3 separate regions of the Mus musculus genome follow, and all the other regions are linked to region 3. The links are chromatin contacts, called in public HiChIP or PLAC-seq maps. All regions are on one chromosome and are shown on one strand. Each heading gives the region's core, a stretch centred on a gene start, on an enhancer-like site or on the middle of the called end of the contact. The rest is flanking DNA. Distances are from core to core; before and after follow the strand shown. Region 1 has its middle 38 kb from the start of Tnik. Region 2 overlaps Gm42196 (a long non-coding RNA gene). Region 3 overlaps Tnik (TRAF2 and NCK interacting kinase).

Region 1 (3,995 bases), core at 413-2,912, 330 kb before region 3:
GCTTTGGGGAACAGTATTGCTGTGGAGGTAAAGAGTGATGGTTGAGTCAGGAACCATTTATTTTTGCTGTTGTACTATCTACAGAGGCCTTATTGGGACTAACATAGAGAATAATCAAATATTGAAGAAACTATTAAGGAATTATAAATAGAACTCTGTTAGGCTCAGATTTCAAGATAAATGAACACATACTATTTTTACATGTGAATCATTGGAAAAATTTGTGTGTCCAGATTTTTTAAAACTTTTGTTTTAAAGCCATTTTTAATGAGCATAAAAAGGAAATTTTATCTTTCAAATATCAGCCCATCATTTGGGCGATGGGAGTAGCTCAGTGATGGAACTCTTGTCTAGCATCTGTGCAGGTGGGCTTCATCCCTAGCACTACAAAAAAAAGCACATGAGAGAACTTGTTTGCTGGCTTTATCTAATCACAGAACATCTATTAAACACTGTGAGTATATGGACAGGAAAAAGGACTACAGTCTGATTCTGGAGAATATAATGAAAACATCCACAAAACACGGCAAGTTCTCTTCATGTGTGTTTGTGAATTAGGCCCAGTACCTTTAGGTCCTAAGATTGATTTAAAGGCTGTGCCTTAACAGTGATTTTTAAGATTGGTTGAGTGTTACTACCTGTCAGACAATTTACATATGTCACCTTCATTTAACCTTGTCAAGTCAGTGGGCTAGACTCTTACGTGATGGTCCTTATCTAACTCCCCTTCCCAATATTCATATTCTCCTGTAGCCCCTTCCCACGAGGCTCTGGTTCTTGCATGTGATTTTGCTTGGCCAACTGGGATCCAAGAAAACACGATTCAAGCAGAGGCTAGATAAATGCAGGGACATTACATTTGCCCTCTCAAGACCATGTTACCACCACTAAGAATGGTATCCAGGAGGCAAGGGAACAGAAATGAATGGTCCCAGAGATGGTGGGAAGATTGACATGTCTGATAAAACCGCTCTTGGAGACGCCCAGCTCCAGAACCCTCCCTTATCTTCAGAAAACAAAGCTGGGGTCTGTCAGAAAGAGAGGCCAGCTTAGCTGTCTCTCCGCCTTCACAGAGGCTGTACTCATCTCAAGAAAAGCACAGCGTGGGTGTGTCTGCGAGGCACAGCCCCTGCCATCAACTCAGCAAGGCCGTTATACATTTAACTTGGAAGAAGATTCCAGTCGGAGGCAACTGAGGTCTTGATCAGATCCAGCCCCTTTCTCTGCACTCTGAAGTGTTTCCTTAGGAAACACCAAGAGAGGCCATCTGGACAGTGGAAGGTTAATTGACTAGAGGAGGCCATGACTTCCAATAGAGAATGTTCTTTACAAAAAGAAAAGAAAAGCACCAGGATGTGCGAATTCAATAAATAATTCATTGGACTGCCTATTCAGAGACTAATAGAAAAATACTGTAGTAGGCCCGCATGCCAATCAGCCTGCAGCTAGTTAAACAAACATCCTGCGCACACATCACTTGTAAAGCCCAGATTTATACATTAATTGCATGTTTTACCCAGGAAAAGTATAATGTCTAATAACTTCACTTTAGAGACTATTAAAATCTCATGGTCTTGAAAAGGTTGCCTGACATCCTGTAGGCCAGATCCAGGGCTGAGTAGACATGTCCCCTGCCAGTGAATGTACAATAGCCAAACACTCAAGTGTCACTTCGGCTACATTTACATTCGTTGCCTGTACAGAGGAACACTGAGTGCTATGGTCCTCTTGGGTCTCCAGGAACCCTCAGGACGCCAGTGGGGGCACAGCTGCAGCAGCCGGGGTAAAGTGAGCATCTGCACGTACCCCAAATTCAGTTCCACTTCCGTCCCTCATTTATACTTAGTTCTTTCTTCATGGTTTTGTAGGATTTGAAATGCAAACGGGACACAGACAGTAACACAGTAGGTCCTAGTCCGGTCTTGTAACTGTGCTAAACGATTCTTGTCCCTCTTATTGTCCCCCTCTTGGTCCTCACAGCAGTCGCTACCCTGGGTAAGAGGACAAACTGAAAGGACAGAGCTCCTGAACGCTGCGTTCAGGGAACACATTACCTCTCTGGTCTCTGACAAACCCAATTTGAGGGGCACTCTAAAAAAGGACCTTGGCTATGCTTTTGAAATGTGTCAAGCTTGTGAAAGCAGTGACACTGTGAATTGGCTTCAGATCCAGGGGACAGACAGCCAACATGGCAACCAAACACAGCCAGCACCCCTCCCTGGACTGGATGCTGGACCGGAGGAGAGGCACAAAGGAATGAGGTCTCACCCGTGCTGACTGGCTGCTGTTCATCATTTCTCTGTGTCAGGAAGTTAAGGGGGAGAGAACCCCATGAAGGTTATTAAGAAAATTTTATGACATTCTAACTTCATAATCTAAAAAATTACTTGAAAATAAAGTTGGAGATAGCAAAAGAGGGGAAAAATGAAAGGAAAACAGAAGCTATGTTATCCACTGGGAGTTCATGTAACCATATCCAGAAAGCAGTTCTTAGAGCAGCTGAGTCTAGCTTTCAGAGAGTGTCTGTGGAGTGTCTTACCAGATCAATTGCTCTCATGGGTGAATGGCTGCTGGATTCAGAAGAAAATGGAGAGGTTCGTTGAGAGGACAGAGGGAATTGTGCAGAGAATGCACTTGAAACACAGAAAGGCACGGTGGGAGCCTGTGTCTCACTACTGACGCCTAGAAAACTGATAGAAGAGCCTGGGTACGACTTCCACGACACTTCTCATTTCTGAAAGAGGCTATGTCAAGGCGGAACTCAGGCCTGGGATCAACCGTGGAGAGTGCCCACGGGTCACGTGACTTGGCCCATTTGCTGGTCATACGACCTAACCTACTTGCCGGAGATTTGCTAATGGAGACGGAGCATCGGTCGCCGATCACTCCTTCCTTTTACCGAGGGATCCCAAGGCCATGTGCTACTTGAAGGACTAAAGATGCAACACTTATCAAAAGCACGGGCTTCACCCCCTCATAGACAGACCTGGAGACTGCTCGAGCCTCTCTCACAATTGACCCGCGTGACCTTGGATGTATCTCAGCACTTTTCCCAGATATGATTTGCAGTTCCACACCAGAGGGAAGATAATAATTATTCCAAAGACATTCTGAGTATTAAGTAAAAAGTGGCATCTAAGCTCTTAGCATAAATACTTATCATATAAATAGTCAGTAAATATTACTGGTATTGTTTTCTCTTTAGCTCGGGAATATTTCAGTTCTACGTGCTTGTGGGCATATCTGGGTACACTTGGAAATTCTGTAGACTGTTTTTCAATGCATCAAAAGCTCGCATTTAGAAAGGTTGGCTTTTCCAGCGGAGTAATTTTCCATTTCCCACTCCATTTCCTTGTTATTTTCAAAAGTAGATAAACAATAAAACGAAGGGCAAGCATGGCTTACAAACGTGGTGCTGAGTGAAGAATCCAAATGGGAGTTTTAAGATGCAGACAGACCATCGGATAGGTTTTATCTAGATTCAAATGAGCCTGCTTGTGGAGGCTGGCTGCATCATCTTTTCATGGGCGTAATTTGAATGATGCTTTAGGCAACCCCTGATTCTTTCCACAGTGGAAAGAATAATAGATAACTGTGCGTACAACAGACTAGGCAGAGCCCAGGACTGCTGCAGGAGCAAGCCTCTCAAGTTTCCTTCTTCAGTATGGTACCTGGCACTATGACCTTTGTCCTCTTTACATGGTGATTATTGGCTGGCTGTCCAGGAAGCGGGGACAAATGGAAACCTACTTTCTTCTCCTTCCTTCATTTTCCGTAACACACAGTGGGGCTTAAACAAAGGATTTCCTCATAGAGTGTACATTAAATACATTTATTTTGAAGAATGAAACTTATGCCCCAATCCTAAGTAAAGCCCGATGGCAGTGAGGAGTGACCTTAAGTGACTCAGAAGTTGATCTCTCCATGTACAGGCCATCCAAAACAGGTTCAGCATTTTCACTGTCAGGGAACCGTAAATTAAAATTGTAGTAAGT
Region 2 (3,836 bases), core at 208-2,707, 370 kb before region 3:
GAAGCATGGCTGCAGGCAGGCAGACATGATGTTGGAGAAGTAGCTGAGAGCTACATCCTGATCTGCAGGCAGAAAGAGAGGGAGTTGGGGAACCGGGGCTACTTGGACTTTTGAAATCTCATAGCCCAACCCCAATGACACCCTTCTTCCAACAAGGCCACTCTTCCTAATCCTTCTCAAATAATGCTATTCCCTGATGATTAAGCATTCAGTTGTGTGAGTCCATGGGGGGTGGGGAGCACTCTCCATCAAACTGTCACAGACAGCAAATCTAGGAGCCAGGACTATTTGCTCCCTTTTTTGTTTCACAGTAGGAGGCCTACTTTATTACTAGAGGAACACTAATTATTTGAGAAAGAAGAGGAGCCCAGGGCATGTCATGATCCCAGCGCTCAGGCTGGGATGGAAGGATGGCCAGTAGTTAGAGGACAGCCCGGTCTACATAGCCAGTTCTGGATCAGCTAAGGGCTGCATAGTGAGCTCCTGGTCACAAACCAAACAACAGTGACAGCTTAGAATTAGAAGTACTTGTTCTTAAAAAGGATGAGAATTTGATTTCCAGTACCCATCTGGGTGGCTCACAATGGCCCTCCACGTTGGCTTCAGCCGCCTGCTCATAATCAATCTCTTGGGGGCGGGGGTCAAGTTTTATTTGTTGTTGTTTGTGTGTGTGTTTGTTTTGGTTTTGTGTTGCCCTGGCTGTCCTGAAGCTCACTGTGTAGACCAGGTTGGCTTTGGACTCAGAGATTTTACATGCCTCTGAGGTGCCACCACTCCTCCTTAAACATAAATCTTAAAAAGCAAATGAGGAAAAGAATGAGAAAGGAAAGGAAGGAGGAGGGGAAAGGAAGGGAGAGGGGGAGGTGGAAGGGAGGGTAGAGGAAGGAAGGAAGGAAGGAAGGAGTGATTATTAAATTGCTTTTTTGTGTGGCTCCTGGAATTGTCTTAATTGCATACATAGAACCTCCATAGTTAATCAGATCCATCTTTGACCGGGCCTTTCCTCACATAGACCATGTTTATCTGTTTGGTCAGCAGAATTCTAAGAACATTCATCAGTTTGGCTCATGTTTAAGAGAAATAAGTTGTGATTGATATAAATATATATATATATATATATATATATATATATATATATATATATACACATATATGTATATGTGTATATGTATATATGTGTGTATGATATATATATGTGTGTGTGTGTAGATGTATATGAATGACACAAGAGCAGTTCTAGCTGTCAGGAAGCTAAACCTTACAAAAAGAAAGCTTTTGAAAAAGAAACTGTTTTCCTATCCCTTTAGGAGTTTCATCCGGACCTAAGACCATTTTAAAGATACAACTCTTGTGTGCACATGTGTGTGGGAGGGAGTTCCTGTAACACAGAGCTGCTTTGTGAGGAGAGCCTGTGTCCTAGACACTCTCTCAGCAGCTGTGTGCCCTCAGGTCACTGAGCACAAATCCCCTGCTGAGAAGGAGCCCCATCTGATAGGCACACAAATGCCCACAACTAGGCCTGGGTTCACTAAAGACTGGATGTGGTATAAAGGGCCAAGAAGTGTGGTTTATACAGAATAGAATCCTAGAATTTTTAAACTCAATGCAGAGGAGGGGTGGTACCATCTGCATTAACATTCTGTATCCTTCTCTCTTTCTCTTATTGATTCAAGTCTTTCTCCTGAAGAGACTGTCCTTGCCCTGACTTGGCCTCCCAGAACCAAGGAGAGAGAATTAGAAAATAAGGCAGCAGCCTGAGCTTTGTAAGATCACGTCCTAGAAACAGGAACTACAAGAGGCTCTCTGTGACTGCAACAGGAGAGCCTGGCTTCAGGGGATTTATAGGAAGAACTCTAAGGCGATTGATTACATCACCATGCCCAGGGAGGGGAGAGCCTGGAAAGGATAAAGAACCAACTTCAGAGCTGCAGGATGCTTTAAGTCTCCTGCCTGAGAGCTGAGGCCCATTAGGCCATCAGCTGTAACCTATCAGGTGTGTCAGAGTTGGAGGTAGACTCACAGGTGTTCTAGCCCAGGGATTGCAAACTTAAATGTTTAGAGGGGCTAGGGAAGTAACAAAAGAAAATGAAGAAACCCAGATGTAAGGTAATAAGGGACCTGACCGAGCAAAACCAGTTTTCTCAGCTCTGAAGAAGAAGAGACAGGGGGATTCCTGGAACTCACTGGACAGTTTAGTCTTAAAAACAACAACAACAACAACAACAACAACAACAACAAAAACTGTGGAGAGCCCTTGAGAAACACCACCAAATAGTTCCACTGGCCTCCACTCATGCATGTGTGTGCAAACACACCCACACACACATCCACACACCTTGAAAGAGAGACAGAGACAGAGACAGAGAGAGACATGCAGAGAGACACAAAGAGAAAAATGCAGATGAAGAAAAATATAGCCACAGGTCAGCATTATTGCTATAGGCAATCTAAACTAATTTTATGAATGAAGAAATGAAACCTCAGAGAAGTAAAATGACCCACAGAAAGACATGTAGCCAAGTTCCAGCAGAGCCAGCAGCAGCAGCCTAGACCTTGACCTCGCTGTGGCACCTCTGCAACTCCTGGGGTGGAGGTTGGCTCACAAGAGAGAGTCTTCTCCTTAATTATGATAACCAATGTTAGGCATTTACTGAGATTGAAGAACCAATTCTAGTGATTCCACGCAGATTCTGGTTTACCTAACAAGTCAATGCCACCACACTCATGGCTTTTCTTAGACTCTGACTGTCTCCCTTTGATATCGAATGCTGAGTTTCCCGTTACTCACATCCACCCTGATGTCATTTTGGAGCCAGTGATGCCTCAGTATAAAAAAACATCAGGCAATTTCTGAGTAAGTTGTCTCGATCACTTCAAGTTTGCTGAAAGTTACCTTTAAATTCGTTCTAGGATACTGGAGGAGTTAAGAGGGATGTGGAGTGCTTTGAAAATTAGGGATAATACCAGGCTAGAGAGACGAGGGCTCAGAAGGTAAGAGCACTAGCTGTTCTTACCGAGGTCCCATGGCTAATTCCTAGCACTTCTAGTGTCTTACTCCTGCATGTAGCTGCAGCTCCAGGGGATCCAATGCCCTCTTATGGCCTCTGAGGCCCATGCACGATGCACACTCAGACAAATGCACAGGTATGCATGCATGCAAATCAAGATTTAGATTACTTTTTATTTTCAAAGAGGAGGGGTTGAAGCAATTAGTAAGTTCATTTATCCCACATAACATTGAAATTCCACTTAAGGTTTCTGTAGTTCTAAATGAGTCCTTTGGCCTCTCTGGGACCTGGTTAGTCCATATTTAAAATTATGAGACCCTTGTTCAAGGCCCGTGGAGTTAGCCAAGGGTGAGCTCCAGCACTAGCCTTTTCACGCTTCTTTCCTCTGACTGTAGCCATGGATCTAAGGAGAGAGGCCTTCTCCTTCACAGCTCTCACTTCATGCCATTGATTGGTCATCGCAGGAGCACATGACCTACAGGCCCCAGTCAATGTTCTAGCTTTATTTGGCAAACAACATACGATACAAATAAAAAATCAGTTCGAAGAAATAGCAAGTATCTTAAATATGATAAATATATTTCCAGTTCTTTTCATTAAGGATTAACTAGTTCAAAACTAGAAAAGCATACAAAGTTTGCAAACTTTGGACAGAAAGTAAAGCAGGACCATGATGATTATCTCTGAGAGGGTAGACGAATAAGACTCAAGCCTCCCTTGATTGCCATAGTGATTGTAGTGGGCATTTTTTAAAAGAATTATTTATTTATTTTATGTATATGAGTACACTGTCATTCTCTTCAGACACACCAGAAGAGGGTACCAGAT
Region 3 (4,234 bases), core at 1,249-3,748:
TGACAAGATTGCCTTTGTTCACAATGACATTTGTGAGTCAGAAAATTTGGATACCACAGTCTTAAAACTGTGTTATCATCCCTAGTGGTAGACAGGACTATAAATAAACTCTGCCCACAGAATCCTCTGGCATTGAGAAAGCATATATTCTCAATCTTGGTATAGAAGAGAAGTGGGGAAAAAATCCTGTATTCTCACTGTGAGAAAGTAAGCTAATAAGATATGTTGATTGAAATAAGAATAGAGAGTATGACCATGATAAAATTACATCATGTCTGTAAGCTGACTTCATTCTTCTATCATTCTGGGGCCAGAGGATTTAAAAACAAAGCACATTTTGCACCCTGAAAAGCTAGCAGGGACATTTGGAAACAGAATGGTGTTCTGGCAGAGGACCAAAAAGTCTAAAAATTTGCATAGTTAGCAGTGCCTGTATGAGCCTCCAGTGGGGAAGACACTGACTTTGGATGTTTCGATACCAGTTATATTGTGGCTTAGGTTTCTGTTAAAATAAAATCAGGGCTGGTGAGATGGCTCAGTGGGTAAGAGCACCCGACAGCTCTTCCGAAGGTCCGGAGTTCAAATCCCAGCAACCACATGGTGGCTCACAACCATCCATGACGAAATCTGACTCCCTCTTCTGGAGTGTCTGAAGACAGCAACAGTGTACTTACATATAATGAATAAATAAATAAAATCTTTAAAAAAAATTACCCCAGCCACGCCAACATAGCTGTCACCTGATGGTGTTTATTTTGAATGGCAGGTGGCTAGTTGTTGACCCCGTGACTTGTTTTCCTTATGAAGTAAAGGTGTGACCCCGAGGGATGTTAATGTCTGTTTGAAATGTGTGTTTTATGAGATCCATCTAATTAGACATCAGCTCTTGATTGTCTGCAAGTTGGAAGCTTTGAGGTCCTGACCCCTTGCTCCCAAGAGCCTTATGGACATGTGCATACTTTGTGTGCGGCCAGGATGGTAGTGTGGGTGGCCTCTGACTGGCTCTGGTCCTTGTTTTTGGTCTCCTGCAGCCCTCTGTGACATGCATCCCATGAGAGCCCTCTTCCTCATCCCACGGAACCCTGCACCTCGGCTCAAGTCTAAGAAGTGGTGAGTTTGCTCCACAGTACTTTTCAGATCTGAGGGCGAAGCTTTCCTGTGATCTTTCACTTTTGTGTGTATGTGTGGACATGTGTCTGCAGGTGCACACACATGTGCTTGTATGTAGATGCCTTGGGTTGGCCTCTGTTATCTTTCACAGTTGCTTTCCTCCCTTACTTCGATAGACAAAGTGTTTTGTTATACCAGAGCCCCAGCCATCTTTCATAGGATTACAGGCACACGCTAGCACACCTGGCTTTCTACACGAGTGCTAGGGTTCTGAACTCAGTTCTCGTGCTTGAATGACAAGCACTGTAGCGACCACACCACCCACCCGGCCTCTCTCTGAGATCTTCTTTTGAGTTACCCCTGATCCCTAGGTCTTTCTGGCTAGATACTTTTTAAAAATGCATGCCACAGCTTGGTAGGTGACATTCTGTATGCCACCATTGATCTTGGACTTGAGGCTTGGCTACCTGCTGTCTATACAGCAGCTTGTTAACCCTATCCTCGAGGCAGGGAGCTATTAGCCAAAATGGAGCCCAAGTAATGGCACGAAAATGATGTGATTTACGACTGCAGGCTATGCTAGCCTGGCTGCACGGCACATTTCTTTGGAAAAGGTGATGATTTAGAGTCAGCCCATTCTATTCCTCAAGACAGTGGCTCCCTGCACGCCCACACAGACCTGCTAATGGTCCCTGTGATGTTTCTGGCATGAGCAATTGTGGTTCTTTGTGAGTTTTTTTTTTTTTCAGTCCCTTTCTTTTTGTGACAGGACATGCTGGCTTTCTATTTGGGGACAGGAGTACAACCTTTGTTCTTAATAAGCTTATCCTGACAAAAAGGTGACTTGTTCTAAAGAGAGCTACTACTTGCTACTCCCTGAGAACGGGGTAAGACAGGAGTGTGGATGGTGAGCAACCAGGTGAGGCTTGGAAATGGAGTCCTCAGGTTATGCCAAATGTTGCCTGTCACTTCTCTGTGTACTTACATTGGGGGTCTTTATGCTTTGTTATACGATGCCCCCCCCGTCTCCCCTGCTGCAGAAGTGGCACGGCCTCCTAATACATTCTTACATCTCCTCTAGCATTGGAGCCAATCCCTACCAGTCTGTGACCTCCTGTGATTTTATAGGCACAAGCCCTGAATAATTCAACTAAACAGGAACAAATTGTTTGTCCCTTTTCCTATGACTTAAGGCTCAGGCCCTTGACTGGCATCCTCCTGTTTCCCACCCACAGACACCACCCACCACATAGAGCAGGCTTAATTACTACCAATCAGCTGGTAATGACATGGCAACCCTGGCTCAACAGAGGAAAGGCACACAGAGGGGAAGGAAACAGAAAAGCCACAAGCAATGACAGTCTCTCAGTTGCCAGACCTGCAAGGGGATTGTGAGTTGCTATTGGTAACCAGGAGGCAAAGCCTTCCCTGCTCTCCTTCCTCTCAGAGGGTCACTGTGGGTAAGAGAAATGCATGTTCTCTCCCCAGCAACAGCCTTTCATTGGGTGCCACATAGCATGTGGTGACAGAGCGCAGGAGGGCCCCTCCTCACTCTTCTGAGATCTTTCTCTCCTTTCCTCCCTGGATCCGACTCCCAGAGAGAGGAGCCAGCTCCGTTCCTTCCCCTGGAAGCAACAGTGACTCTGCAAAGCTTGCTGCCTGCCAGATTTCTGCTTGTAATGTGCCAAGCTTCTGGGGGTGGGGGTTACTGTCTACCGTGGGCCTCACTTCCCATCCCCTCCTCTCCTGTCACTGCTCCGGGGAGGTATTTTAAGCCTTTCCACAGAAGAACAGGCTGGCCATCCGCAGGCATGTGTCATCTCATGGGCTACATTGACTACTTTATCATTTCTATAACAGATACCTGGCAAGATCAAGTTCAGAGAGGATGGTTTCCTTTAGGTCACAATTAAAGAAGGGATACAGCCCATTGTGGAAGAGGAACTAAGGCAGGGGTCATACTGTGTGCACAATCAAGAACACAGAGAGAGATGAGTGCTGATATTCAGCTGTTTTCATCCTCTTTTTTTTTTTTTTTTAATCCAGAGACTCCAAGCCCTGCATGGTGCTACACACATGGGGGATAGATCTCCCCTCCTAAGTAGAACCTAAAGCCTGCTCATTAATGGCATCCTCCCAGGTGTGTCTCTTAGGTAGTTCTAAACCCAGTCAAACTAACAATGAAGACTAGCCACCATATGGCCACTTCTTGTCACCTTGACCCTCGACTATAAAGCTCCACCTCTGGGCCCCAAACGCACATGATCGTCTCATGATGCAAAGTGCCTTTACCTCCTCTACACCAGTCTCCCGAATCTTAACAGCTCCATAACCTGTTGCTTAAAGGCCCAAAGCCTTTGCGATTCTCAAGGTATCTCTTAACTCGAAGACCTGTAAAATTAAAACCCAGCTCACATATTTCCAATATGAAGTAGCACAAAATAAACATTCTCGTTCCAATAGAGAGGGATAGATAAGGAGACTTTAAGGCCTGAGCTTAGCAGGGGAAACACAAAATCCTGAGGTTCAGTGTCAAGCATCCAAGGCTCCTGGTGGTGTCATCTGGTCTCCACCAGCCGTGCCTCTCCTACTCTGCCCACAGCACACATAGCCTCCCTTCGAATGGCTCCACTCCATACCTTTAACTCTCCTTAGTGGCTATCCCATAATCCCAGCAAAATCTAATATACTGAGTTCTGCCTTACAGATGAGGCTTCACTTCACGGCCTTACGCAATGGCTTTCGGGGCTCCTTGAAGAGAATCCTACTTTGCTGGTTACCTTTCAAAGCTCTTGCTACGGGTTCTCACAGTGCACACAGTGAGCTGGGTCCCTCCACATCAATCACTAATCAAGAAAATTCCCCCAAAGACTTGCCTGAAAGCCAGTCTCATAGAGGCATTTTCTCAACGACAGAGAGGTGTCCCTAGATGACATGGGATTGTGTCAAGTTGACAAAAAAATCTAGCCAGCACACACCCTACCCGCCCATCCGGACTATTTTTTAGAGTTCCATGCCTGCTGTTAGGCACTTTAGTTTTGAGATAGAACAAAGGTAGGGCTGTAGGGCTATAGGGCTGTAGGCGTGCGTGCGTGCGTGCGTGCGTGCGTGTGTGTGTGTGTGT

Evidence for each region. HiChIP or PLAC-seq counts read pairs in DNA pulled down with a chosen protein or histone mark.
Region 1: a contact with region 3 is called in an H3K27ac HiChIP or PLAC-seq map of oligodendrocyte precursor cells, with 5 times the contacts expected there. The contact joins two enhancer-like sites. A contact is called at or near these places in 2 of 15 datasets of contacts at CTCF or cohesin (both in the NIH/3T3 cell line), 1 of 484 Hi-C or Micro-C datasets (forebrain) and 2 of 115 datasets of contacts at active chromatin or transcription factors (embryonic stem cells and oligodendrocyte precursor cells).
Region 2: a contact with region 3 is called in an H3K27ac HiChIP or PLAC-seq map of stem cell-derived neural progenitor cells, with 4 times the contacts expected there. The contact joins two enhancer-like sites. A contact is called at or near these places in 2 of 39 promoter capture datasets (the 3T3-L1 cell line and hippocampal neurons), 1 of 15 datasets of contacts at CTCF or cohesin (the NIH/3T3 cell line), 38 of 484 Hi-C or Micro-C datasets (the 3T3-L1 cell line, 3T3-L1-derived adipocytes, CD8 T cells and 24 more), 17 of 115 datasets of contacts at active chromatin or transcription factors (DN3 thymocytes, acute myeloid leukemia, astrocytes and 14 more) and 2 of 9 other capture datasets (embryonic stem cells and liver).

What each region holds. Positions count from the first base shown.
Region 1 is chr3:28,223,534-28,227,528 of GRCm38.p6, forward strand. No RefSeq gene overlaps it. Among named protein-coding and RNA genes, the nearest start is that of Tnik, 38 kb to the right of the region's middle. Within about 2 kb of position 1,663, at least 31 of the 459 cell types and tissues checked have an H3K27ac peak or open chromatin away from gene starts, as enhancers often do. A contact at or near this core is called in forebrain and oligodendrocyte precursor cells, where this site is marked.
Region 2 is chr3:28,184,259-28,188,094 of GRCm38.p6, forward strand. The region is part of intron 2 of Gm42196 (a long non-coding RNA gene); the gene reads left to right. Among named protein-coding and RNA genes, the nearest start is that of Gm42196, 9.7 kb to the left of the region's middle. Within about 2 kb of position 1,458, at least 28 of the 459 cell types and tissues checked have an H3K27ac peak or open chromatin away from gene starts, as enhancers often do. A contact at or near this core is called in astrocytes, oligodendrocyte precursor cells, stem cell-derived neural progenitor cells and 1 more, where this site is marked.
Region 3 is chr3:28,556,008-28,560,241 of GRCm38.p6, forward strand. It overlaps Tnik (TRAF2 and NCK interacting kinase), which reads left to right. Exons shown (of 33, transcript NM_026910.1): 9 at 1,032-1,110. Among named protein-coding and RNA genes, the nearest start is that of Gm52603, 130 kb to the right of the region's middle. Within about 2 kb of position 2,499, at least 82 of the 459 cell types and tissues checked have an H3K27ac peak or open chromatin away from gene starts, as enhancers often do. A contact at or near this core is called in astrocytes, forebrain, oligodendrocyte precursor cells and 2 more, where this site is marked.